Regions from separate parts of the Sus scrofa genome. Here region 2 is linked to region 1. Evidence: chromatin contacts called from public HiChIP or PLAC-seq data. All regions are on one chromosome and are shown on one strand. The core of a region is the stretch at or near the end of the contact, and the rest is flanking DNA. Distances in the headings are between cores, read along the strand shown. Region 1 has its middle 75 kb from the start of TM2D1. Region 2 has its middle 28 kb from the start of NFIA.

Region 1 (6,100 bases), core at 1,439-3,938:
GAGCACCTTTACATCTGTGAGCTTCAGTTCTCTCATTCTGTAAAATGGGGATAATAATCGTAACCCACATGGGGTTGTTAGAAGGATAAATTAGATAATGCACTTAAAGTGGTTAGCAGAGGGCCTGGAATGTAGTAAGCACTTAATAACAGTTCAAAGCTATTATTAATATTGTGATTATTGTTGTAATAATGATTCATGTCTAATCCTTTCAGAGGTCATGACAGTCTTATTTCCATTTTATAATGGGTTGTGGTTAGAATCTAGATCTTCTGATCTCTAACTTTCACTGCATCATCATTTATGTGAAACAACGCAAATGCAGTCTCTTTACAGGAAGAATCTTCACATTTTTAAGTTGGAAACTGAGTGCTAACTGCCTACAGCAAAAATTCTTTTTCAGTTGGTAAATATCCTCATCTGTAACAATCACTGGGACATTCAATAACTTCTTATTAACACTTCTGATAAGTAGATGTGCTAGATATAAGACCTGTGTTGCTAAAACATAGCACCTGCTTGTTTGTAGCCTACAAACCCACAAGTTCAAAGACTGCCTTTTAGGCTTAAATAAAATGAATCCATAAGTTTAGCAACCGGTTGGCACCAACCCCAGGCGGCATTTGATTTTTGGAGTAAAGCAGCAGGAGCAGCTGCCTTAGCCCCTAGCAGGGGCTGGGACTGAAACTCAGGGACGGGACCACAGGTAGGTGGGGTAGTCAGCTTCCGCCAGAGAGAGCCAATCAGCTAAGCGTATCTGTGCTGGTCAAGCCGCAGTCCCGCAGAACAATTCTCTGGCTTTTGTAAACAAACGTCAGAGAGAAGGTCACGAAAATTTAGCCCCAAAGCAGTACTACCACCAACAAACTTGTTGGGGCGGGAGGGGAGTTGCGGGGGGAGGAGGATTGAGGAGGGGAACCTCGCCAAGCCTCAGCTTACTCATCCGCAAATTAAGGGCATCAGATGTAATGAGTGTTTTTGTTTGGTTTTTTTTGGGTTTTTGTAGGGCTGCACTTCTGGCATATGGAAGCTCCCAGCCTATACACCACAGCTTTATGGCAAGGTGGGATCCTTAACCTACTGAGTGAGGCCAGGGATCAAACCCGCCTCCTCATGGATACTAATGGACTTCTTAACCTGATGAGCCACAAGGGGAACTCCAGATGAGTGGTTCTTAATTAGTGCTACCCACATTGCAAATGGACCACTGGACTAGTCTAAGATGGTGCAGGATTTTTGTAGCAATTACTAGCCCTTAACAAAATGTCTGATTACTCACATTTATTCCTGGGTGGGGGGTGGGGGGCGCATTTGTTTTTATCACATTAGGTCTCTTGCTTAATTGAGTGTATTATCCTGTGTGTTGGATTCATTTGTTTGTTCATTCATCCAGCAGTTGGGCACAGTGACTCTGTGCTGGCCCTGAACTGGGATCAGAAATAGCCCAAATAGGGCTTATATTTAACTAGTGAAATCAATTCGTAGGTTATAAGAGGAGGCCTGAAGTCTTTTCTCCTCCAAATACGAATCCCGGCGCTGCATCCGATATGCTGCTCTGGATCTGGTGATGCAGATCTCTACCTGCCGAGTCCTGACCGCCAGCTCCTTACACGCCGCATTCTGATTGGCCGGGAAATTCACCAGCAGTTGTCCCCCAACCCCACCCCCATCCCACCCGGTTTCCGCGGCAGAAGAGGGATCGGCTTGAAGTACCTTCTGCTTCCTGTAGGTGGAGCCAAACCCCCTGGCTGAGAGGCTGCGGCCCCGCCGACGCTTCTCAACCCGCCTTCCCTCTCCTCTCTCGGGAGGCCTCCCTCCACGTCCCCACCAACCCAGTGCGTCGGAGGGGAAATCGTGCCAGACTAGGAGACGGCTGCCAGGTTCCTCTCAAGTCTTGGCTTAACAAAGGAAAGCAAATTACAAAAATGGAAATTTTCAAACCAGCGTTCAGTGGTATTCAGATCGACGTTTGGGTAGCACGCAGGCACAGACCGCATTCGTGCTATTTTGTGATTAAAATGATACCGAAAATACCGCCTTGCTTGGGTTTTCTTCTACGACGACCTGTTTCCCTCCCTCTTCTCATTTCCCCCCTTTTTTTTTCACGGAGGGGCAGCCCCCCCTGACCACTGCAGAACCGCTAACATCTGTTGAAATCTTGCTTCTCCTGACTTTTCTAAAGAGTTGAACTTGAAAAATGCCTGCGCTTTTCAGTCTGGAAAAAAAGCCAGATAAAGAAGTTTCTAGGCACCTTCCCAGGGCGTCCTGCGTTTCGCGTAAGGCGCTCTGAGTTCTCTGACAGAGCATCAATCGTCTTTGCATTTCACCTCGATGCGAGGACAACACCTGAAGGCGAACCCTGCCAGAAAAGCAGGCTACCTTGTTCCCCCCTCAGCTTGAGCTGTGCGCTCCGTCTCCTCCTTTAAAAATGGGTTTAAAGTGGCCCTTGAGTTGGGTCTTGAAGGATTTTACTTTAGGCTGGAGGGGTGGTTTTTGTTTTTGTTTGTAAACCTGCCCGCGTCCTCCTTGCTAATTTCTGCAGTTGCTAGACCGGCTCTGTCCCAAGTGGGTTTGTGAGAAAGGCCCTCCCATTGTTTGCACCCCCTACCCCCCCACCCCACACTGCACCGTGGTGTTGTGTTTTTTTTCCTCCTTGGAAGCTTTGACTGTCTCCTTCTTACACAGCTGTGTTTGCAGTGCCTGGAGACAGGTGGGGGGCAGCCTCTAGGCCAAAGCTGCCAATTCTCTCTCTAAGGACTGTCTGAATAGCTATTAAAATTTAAAGATCTCTCTCTCGCTCACACACACACACACAAACACGCTTTTTTCCCCCCCCCCCACACACACTTTTTTGGTGGCGTGGTCACTCACTAAGTCTGTTTGTTGTTTAGGAGGGGCTGTACCAGTAGCCAGACAGAGTCTAGAGGTCGCAGCCATTCTATTCTCTGTATCCTCCAGCCCACATAAGCATTACCTTGGGCCACAGCCTCATCTTTCTAGGCACCTTGGAAAACTGGGTCCAGTGGCCTTAGCTGGGTTGTGAGAAAGAGGACCACTCATCTCAACAGATAAATGTGAGCCATCTCCAGGCAACAGTCACAGTATGGGGATGTTGTGGGTTGGGGCCCATGCAAATGAGAGTTCTCTACTTGGTCAAAGGAGAGCAGAACGCTTGGACTAGATGGGTAGTGATGGCCAGACTTTGAATGGAAGCATGGCTTTCTGACACAGGATCAGACACCCTGTGGTTTCACCCCGATGGCTCTAGTTCTGAGTACCCAGAGTCCTCTAGGGACATCCTCTTAGAATTTCTCCCCCCTCCTTGCTCTACTTCACAAACTCTTGTTTGTCTTTCAAGAATTCTCAAATGCACCCCCCTTGAAGTCTTTCATAGCTATGCCTATGTGCCACTCGCCCTGAAGAATTAATCATTCTGTCATCTGTTCAATATAACTCTATTGCTTGAGCTATGTGACATACGACACTGTATTATGCATATTTTTATGCCTCTTTCTCCCTTGATAGAATATATACTCTTTGCCAAGGCAGGGAACATGTCTTATTTACCACATACCCCTCACACTAAAAATGCTCCGGAAAAAAAAAATCTCGTGGTCGAACAAATAAACATCCTTTGTTTTTAAATGCTTTCAAAGGGGAAATTTGTTTTCTTTCAAGTTCTTCTAAGTCAATGGCCAGACATCTATGACTGTAGAGATGAAAGTAAAAATTTTAAGTTTAAGTCTGATTTTAATAGCTCAGAGACGTTCTTTTGCTTATGGTAAGGAAAGTTTGATATGCATGTAGGTGGAAAATTTCTATATCCCCACCATCTGATTAATGCATCTGTTCTTACAAAATCCAGTGAGAACAGAATATCACTGCAGATCTGGGAGCTTGTAAGAATGATGTAGTCCTATCATTTCGTGTCGCTCTATGAGTTATACTAACGAGTTGTTATTTATTAGACTGTCTTCCTTAAGTTGCTCAAGCTAGAAACCTGGGAATGTCCTTGGAACTTCCTTCTCCATCACTTCCCACGTCCAGTTATCTCCAAGTCATGTCATTTCTCCCAACTATCTCTCAGATTCGTCCACTGTTTTTCATCTCTGCCATTGTGCCATTCCAAGCCATTATCACTTTCCACCTGGATGATTGCCAAAACCTTCTAGTTAGTCTTTCTGCTTCTTGTCTTGCCTGCCTCCCATCATGTCACTCCCTGGCCAACCACTTCTCAATGGCTGCACTTAGCATAATCCTTTATGTGGTGTGGTGTGGTCTGGCTCCTGCTTGTCTTTTTAGCCTCTTTCTCACTGAATATACTGTCCTTCGGGTCCTTGAACTTGCCAAAGCCTTGCCCACTTCAAAGCCTATCCCTGTGCTTACTTTTCCTGTGAATACTCATTCACCCTCTTGGATCACTTCTCATCTTTCAGAAGTCAATTTCAGTGGCACTTTCTTGGCAATGTGTTCCCTGCCTCTCCTCGCTATTTCCTCTTCCCTGGACAAATCAGATCCCCGTTATTGTCCCTCCTAATGCTTTGTTTTTCCTTCATGTTAATTATCATAGGTTACAATAATGAAATATTGATGCTTTTAGTTATTTTATGTTTGTCTCCCCATCCACAGTAGAGCACACGAAGGTGGGGATCGTGTCTCTTTATTTGAGAGAGTTGACCTCTATACCCAACGCCTGACATATAGAAGGTTGTCGAGAAATACCCTGGGTTGTGCTGCAATGAGAAATGGAGCAGGTCATGTGTAACAGGTCTGTGATATGAAAATTCATGCAAAAAAAAAATGGTAATCTGAAATGAGACTCAAAGATGTTTAAGTACGTGGAGCAAAGCAAGGGGAAGACTTGAGTTATGATATGATATCCCACTGCTATTTGAAAAATAAGAAGAGAACAAGAACAAAAATATTTGTTTTACAGCTCTACCAAGATTCAGCCCTCCCCTTTCTCTCCCCCTTGCATCAAGTACATCCTGTACTTTTGGCAACATGTTGACTGGATATTTAAAAGCTGTGAACTGTTCTGAAAATTTCACATACTGGGTTATGGGCCATGTGTGTTTGATCAAAATTCAATTACCACGCTGTACCATACTTGGAAACCTATCATCCCAAGTTATGAAGTATGACGAAATAGGCGAACCTAATTGGTTCAGTATGGGAACAGTATCAACCAAGCTTGTTATGATAAATAGCTTCCTGTGTTAAAGGTTCTCTAGAGCTTATAAGTATCTTGGCTCACCTCCTTCAGTGGAATAAGAATATTGCTCCCAGGGACCCCCTAGATCACTGTCCCTCCAATGCAACAGCAGTTTGGAGTTTTCTTCAATTTACTACCCCGAAAAAGTAAATTGCCGTGCAATTTTTTCTCTTCTTTCTCATTTCTTCATTTAAAATTTGAGCACCTGGTACCTTCTTAGCCTTTTTTTTTTTTTCATAGAAAAATAATTTTAAAAATTGTGGAGTTCCAATCATGCCCCAGTGGAAACGAATCTGACTAGTATCCATGAGGACTCAGGTTTGACCCTGGCCTGGCTCAGTGGGTTAAGGATCTGGCATTGCAGTGAGCTGTGGTGTAGGTCACAGACATGGCTCAGATCTGAGATTGCTGTGGCTGTAGTGGAGGCCAGCAACTACAGCTCCAATTCAACTGCTAGCCTGGGAATCTCCATATGCTGCGGGTCCGGCCCTAGAAAAGACAAAGAAAAAAAAAAAAATTTGTGAAGCATTCCAAACACAGACACATAGAGCAAACTTCAGACATCTTTATACCTACTGCTCAGAATTAACAATTACTTTTTCCTATTTCTGTCAGATTTTTTGTCTTTGTTTTTTACAGCTCCTTTATCCTGCTTCTTGGGACCAAAGGTGGACCATCATTTATCAAATGACAGCATCCATGAAATGTATAAATTCAGTCCTGACACACCTAAACACCCGCGAGTCAAGTGGGTACGCTGTCCATCACAGAGCAGTAACTGTACATGTAAGTCTTTTCAGGTCTTGAAATGGACTCAGTGAGAATTCCTGGTCTACACTGTAGATGAGATTACAAGGATCCATAGAGGAAGAGGGTTGTTGGAAG
Region 2 (6,100 bases), core at 928-3,427, 570 kb after region 1:
AAGAAAAACCAGTTGAAACCAATACATATTTATTTTATGTGTTCCACATTGTTCTGGGTGCTAGCATAGATATGGAGAAATGCTGGGGTATTTCTCCTGGGGTTTATATTCTAAACTTTAAGGAAGAAACTTTTCCCTCTCTTCCGCTTCCTAGATCCATGCTTTAGTTCTGTCATAATAAAGCCATAAAAAGAACAGATCCTAGTCATAAGTTGAGCTAACATGTTTTTATGAAATTATTATTTTCATCCTAGAATCTTACTCATCATCTTTAGGTATAGGTATATAAATATATGAATGGAGAAGACTGGGAAAGGTGGGACTTGTAGCTTATGGCTTCATTTTATAATGAGACATTTTATAAGAGACAACAGTATATCTTGGAGACACCTGTTTTATTCTCTGATGTGTAATTGTGCTTCTATGTCATCAAAGCACATGTTGGTTGGTATGTGTATATGGGTGTATATCTGGAGATCTTAGCCCTCACTTTTTGATAACTTTCCCCAGCAGTGAGCAATCCAGGGCTCTTTTAATAATGAAAGGGTAGAGTGGGGATGCAGTTTACAGGTCATTTTGAAACTCATTAGTATTCTTCATAACACCTGTGTTGAATCAGAGCTTTTGACCTTCCCAAGTCTTTCTCTGAATGTGGGTATCTCTCCAGGTCAAGTGCAGGCCAGAGGTGGTTCTGCGTAGGCTCTGCAGTGGGAAGGCAGATGCTAAATAAAAATAAAGTGACACTTTACAACAGACAGGTGTGGGGATTGTTTGAGAAGATGAACTACTGCCCCTGTTCATGGAAATTTGAGATTTCAGCCAAAGCCATTGGCCAGAGCCTAATAAGCCCACGTTACATTGGATTGGCATTAGATAGACCAATCTGATGGGACAGTTGCTCAGAAAGTCGATTGCAGTTGAAGCGTATGGTAAAAACTCTATTTTCAAAAAATTTAGATGCTATAAAAGAGAACAGTATAGCATGGACTCTTCCGAGTGTCTGGAGGCAACAAGCGACTGAATTTAAGCGAGGGGGCAGAGCCACGTTTCTTTGAATTGTCTTTAAAAATACCTTGAAGAAGCCTAGAGATCATAGAACACTTGAAATGGTGAAAGAGAAGAAGGGGTTATATTGATACTGAATGTATTATGGCCAAGGACATGGTCTCATCTAGCCCTCACAACACTGAGGCATAATTATCCCATTTCACAGAGGGGAACAGACTCCTCATTACTATTTGCAAGAGGTAAAAATAAGATTTAGACCTAGTCTAGTCTGGCCCCAAAGCACAAGCCTTTCCTATTTTATCCATTCAGTTCTAGGCCCTTCAGCCTTCTCAACCTTTTTGGCTCTTTTTCTTGGTATTATCATCTCGAACTTTATCAAGTATCTGTTTTCTGCGCTGTGGCAACACAGAATCCCCTCTGTCCTGCAATTCACTTGCAGGAATGCCAGGTATAGAAGTTCCGAGACTCCAATAGCCCATTCTAATTTTACCCACCCTTTGTTTGTACACTCAGGCCTGGCTGCACCATTTAAATATTAAAACAATTTATCCCTTTTTTGAATTTTACTCTCTAATCAGCCTGCAAATTCCTTTTCTCATTCTCAGTGATTGCTGGTGCTTCACACATTGCCGACTATCTAGAAACATCTGTTGGTGGCTTGTAAGCATCCAATCTGCCCTCAGCACCCCCCCCCGCCCCCCCCAAAGGGCCGGTGCAGAAACAAGACAAAGGGGGTGAAGGGAGACAGGTTCAGCCAGGTTCTTCTCCCTCGGTCCCCATAGCGGCATCCTCAGACCCCAAACGTAAAAGGCTAAAGGCTCCTCTGCAGTCAGACTCCGCAGACAAAAGGCTCCACAAATCCAGACGTCCCTGTGCTCAGAAGGTTCCTTCCCTAACTTAGGCTCTCCTCCTGGCACGCGGGCTGGGAAAGAGGAAACACGTGCGTGCTGTGGGGTGTTTGGGAAGAGAGGGGAGTCGGTAGCAACGGTGGGGGCAGAACGTTTCCCTGGGAACCCGAGAGCCACATTCTTCGCGATGGGCGACTCCCAACTCTCCCAAAGAAAGCCGCGGGCCCAGCTCGTTCGTCAGTGTCACGTTTCAAAGGCAGCGCGGGGCCGGCTCGGCGAGGTGCCCGCGCGCCTCTCCGGGACGACTGGGCCCAGCGGCGATTCAGAAGGAACCTACCGACAAAGGCCCCGCGGCGGGCGGCAGAGGGACACCTCCAGGGGCAGGTGCCGGAGCCCCCGCCGCCTGGCGCCCTGCCGCCGTCCCCGCCAGAGGTTTCCCTCCTTTTGGCCTTCAGAACCCAGGGCCCCGTCTGGCCCTCCAGGCCGGGGCCTCCCAGGGGACCCCGCACGCCAGCCGGGGCAGGGCTGGAGATCTGCTTGGGGGCAGAAGCCTGGGGCGGGGGGCTGAGTCCTCGCGCGACCCCGGCGCGCTTGACTGCGGGGTCCGCGCACGGCGCGTGCGCACCGCTGCAAGCCCTTGGCGAGTCCGGCTTTCGGCGTGCTGACCCGGGGTAAAATTGAGCCGGCCGCTCCTTGTCTCTCCCCTTACCCGGCGGTCGGGAGCGGACGGCAGAGGGCGCTCTTCTAATGCGTGTCAGTTGGGACCCGCGCAGGGACAGCGGCGGGCGGGCGGCGCGCTGGCCCCGCGGGAGTCGAGGTCTCGGGAAACGCCGCGCGGCTCCCGCCCGCCTCGCTCCCCCCTCCGGTGGAAGGCGAGGGTGGGGGGTGCGAACCCCGCCGCGGGGCCCCCTTTCCCTGCTCCGTCTACTGCAGCGGTTCACGCCCCCCGCTCTTCTCACCCACGAGGGTTCCTCGCAGCCTTCTGGGGGAGGAGGAGGAGGAGGAGGAGTGGCCCCTAACTGAAGCCGTGACCCCCTCTAACTGCTAAGGAGCACGTCTGCAGGCGTTGTTGAATGGCAAACGACTAATTAATTTTCCAGCACTTGTGCAAAATACTTTAAAATGGAAAAATGAAGGTCTTCGATGAAAATGAAGCTTGATAGTGTGCACCTGCCACTAATGTACGGTGCACGGTAACTTCCCCTCATTAGAGAGATGACTTGGGTTGAGAACAAGTCATATAGTGAAAATCACTTCAACACGTGCCTGTTCATATGCATAAACTCCTGTGTACCAGATGGCAAAATATAATGACATCTTAAACAGCTAATTGCATAAACCTTGTAATGCAGATAATTGCTGTACCAAAGTAGGAGTTAATAATTTCCCAGTATTGCCTGGCTTCAGAGTAATCCTTAAGGAAAGTTGTGACAATTCTAACACACTAAAGTTCACCAAGCGGTAATTAAAACTAGCACTTAAATCATTTGACTTTCAAACCCTTAATTACGATTTGGAAGAACTGCTTTGTGGAAATCTAGAAATTATGAATAGTTAGAGGATAACATTTAATGCTTGTATTTTATCAAGTTTTCCTTTGTGGGGCTTCCTGTGGCATAATATTATAGGGAGTCAGTGGGGATATGTTCCCATTCTCTAAAATTATTTCAATAGCAGGAGCTTTGTATTTTGGGGCAGAAGTAGTTAACTCCCACTTCCAGATGGATTTGTTGATTATTTTCAACTCACATTTATTTACAGAGCCCCTGCTGTGATAACTGATTCTAAGTATTACCATGTGCCCAGCTTTGTTCTAAGCACTTTACAGGTATTATCTCATTTAATCTTCACAACAGCCATCTGAAATGGGTACTATTAATATCCCCGTTCTCCAGATGAAAAACTCCAGACACAGAGATAAGTAATTTGCTCAAAGTTAGTTAGAAGTCCTGATTCAAACTCAGTTTGGCTCCAGAGCCCATGCTGTTTACCATTATATTATACTGCCCCATGGCTAGGCCAGGGCCTCAGCAACAGAGTATTTCATTTTTACGTTCTAGTATTATTTAGAAATAAAACTAACACTTTTTTTTTTGGTCTTTTCAGGGCTACACCTGCAGTACATTGAAGTTCCCAGGATAGGGATTGATTCTGAGCCATGATATGTGATCTCCATTACAACTCATGGCAACGCTGAATTCTTAACCCACTGAGTGAGGCCAAGGATTGAACCCGCATCCTCATGGATACTGGTCGGGTTCATTACAACGGGAACTCCATGACACAATTGATTTCAACCTATCAGTTTAAATCATAACACATTTCAGAAACAGATATCTTCTATTTTCCATAGGGTACTGTTAGAACACTAAAGAAGCCAAACAAAGCAAACTTTTGAAACTCAGTTCTAATTACATTAATGCCTAGTTTAAAAAAGCATGTGTGGCTTAGGAATTCCCATAGTGGTACAGCAGAAATGAATCCAACTAGGAACCATGGAGTTGCGGGTTCGATCCCTGACCTCGCTCAGTGGGCGAAGGATCTGGGGTGGCTGTGGCTGTGGCTGTGGCATAGGCCGACAGCTGTAGCTCTGATTAGATCCCTAGCCTGGAAAGCTTCATATGCCACAGGTGTGGCCGTAAAAAGAAAAAAAAAAAAGCACATGTGGCTTAATGTTTCTGTTTAAACTTCAAAAAATTTTACAACACCTTAAGGAGGATGTACACTATTGAACATAGAACAAAATCCTCTTTATTAAATATATGGTGAAATGTGGCCTTTTTTCTCCATGTTACTGTTGTAGAGTTTCCCTTTCCTCCCTTTGGGTAGACATATGTTGCATGAGATGAAAGACACTAGATATTTCCCTAGAATGAAGGCCATAACACCTGAAATTCCACCAGTAGAGATTCTTTTCTGTAAGTTAAGCACTGTTTCCTCTGGGTTATTGCTCTTAAGAGCCTTGATTTAGTGGGAAAGATGTTGGTCTAAAAATTAAAAGACTGGCATCTCATCCTAGTTTGGCCATGAACTTGCAACATGATCTTGGACAAGTCATTCCATCCATCCCTTGGAAATTCAGTTCCTTTGCCATAAAGATAGAGACCATGGTTTATGATTACTTACGTCCCTCCCCATTTTATCATTCTAGAAGGTTGTGCAAGTACATCCCACTGTTTCCTTAGTGGGAATGAACTTTTTAAGTTGTGTTTTCTTTAATAAAAACAAAGTCTTGGCTTTGGAGAACGAGTAAAAGAATATCTACAGGGGAAGGAAACATGCTTTGTCTTTTTTTAGGCATATGGAAGTTCCCAGACTAGGGGTCAAATCAGAGCTACAGCTGCTGGCCAGTGCCACAGCCATAGCAGCTCAGAGCTGAGTCTGTGATCTACGCCATAGCTCACGGCAACAGCGGATCCCCAACTCACTGATTGAGGCCAGGAATCGAACCCAAGTCCTCATGGATACTAGTTGGGTTTGTTACCACTGAGCCACAATGGGAACTTCCAGGAAACACCCAATTTAAGGAGCATTTTTCCAGGTGCAGTGCTCAGAGTATAAAAAGAAATAAGACACAGTCCCTGACATCATAAGTTCTTAATATAGCCGGCAACGCAAGTAAACAGAGTACAGCGCAGACTGATAGATGCTGTGATAGGGAGTAACACGAAATACTATAAAATGGGAGTTACTCCTACGCCGGGACATGAGAGTCATGGGAAATTTCCTTGAGGAGTTGACATCTGAGCTGAATTTTGAAGGATAAATTGGAGTTGATAGTGAATAGAAAATTATTCCATGCAAAGGACACTGTGTCCATGGTGGAGGGGAGAGAAAGAGAGAAAGCCGGCTCTCTCTGGGAACTGAGAGGAGATCAGTATTGCTGGCTATTAAAGTGTAAGGTCAGGAAGGAGAAAGTCTAGGCAGGAAGGGCGGAGAACAGGTCAGATCTCGAAAGGTTTATTAAAGAGTTTGGACTTTGTTAGTACAGGGGAATGCAAGCCAAAGTTTGTTTTAGAGTGTTGCTTAGGTATTATACTAACTTCTGAGTTACCAAAAAGAAGTTTTCTGCTCATTCACTGTGTCTGATTTTTTAAGTAGAGGGTATGTGTGTATCAACTAGAAGGAGGAGCCCTACTCCGGCCACTGGAGGGCTGGATCCCTGGTGATTCTCAGTAAACCAGCTTTTGTACAGCCCTCCACCCACCCCTCCTTAGAGGAAATGTTTGGTCTCCAATGCTAAG

The links. HiChIP or PLAC-seq counts read pairs in DNA pulled down with a chosen protein or histone mark.
Region 2: an H3K27ac HiChIP or PLAC-seq map of skeletal muscle shows a contact between it and region 1, with 18 times the contacts expected there. The contact joins two enhancer-like sites. A contact is called at or near these places in 21 of 47 Hi-C or Micro-C datasets (adipose tissue, alveolar macrophages, brain and 12 more) and 2 of 2 datasets of contacts at active chromatin or transcription factors (alveolar macrophages and skeletal muscle).

The regions. Positions count from the first base shown.
Region 1 is chr6:150,687,368-150,693,467 of Sscrofa11.1, forward strand. No RefSeq gene overlaps it. Among named protein-coding and RNA genes, the nearest start is that of TM2D1, 75 kb to the left of the region's middle. Within about 2 kb of position 2,689, at least 39 of the 83 cell types and tissues checked have an H3K27ac peak or open chromatin away from gene starts, as enhancers often do. A contact at or near this core is called in adipose tissue, epiblast stem cells, fetal liver and 5 more, where this site is marked.
Region 2 is chr6:151,254,589-151,260,688 of Sscrofa11.1, forward strand. No RefSeq gene overlaps it. Among named protein-coding and RNA genes, the nearest start is that of NFIA, 28 kb to the left of the region's middle. Within about 2 kb of position 2,178, at least 44 of the 83 cell types and tissues checked have an H3K27ac peak or open chromatin away from gene starts, as enhancers often do. A contact at or near this core is called in adipose tissue, epiblast stem cells, fetal liver and 5 more, where this site is marked.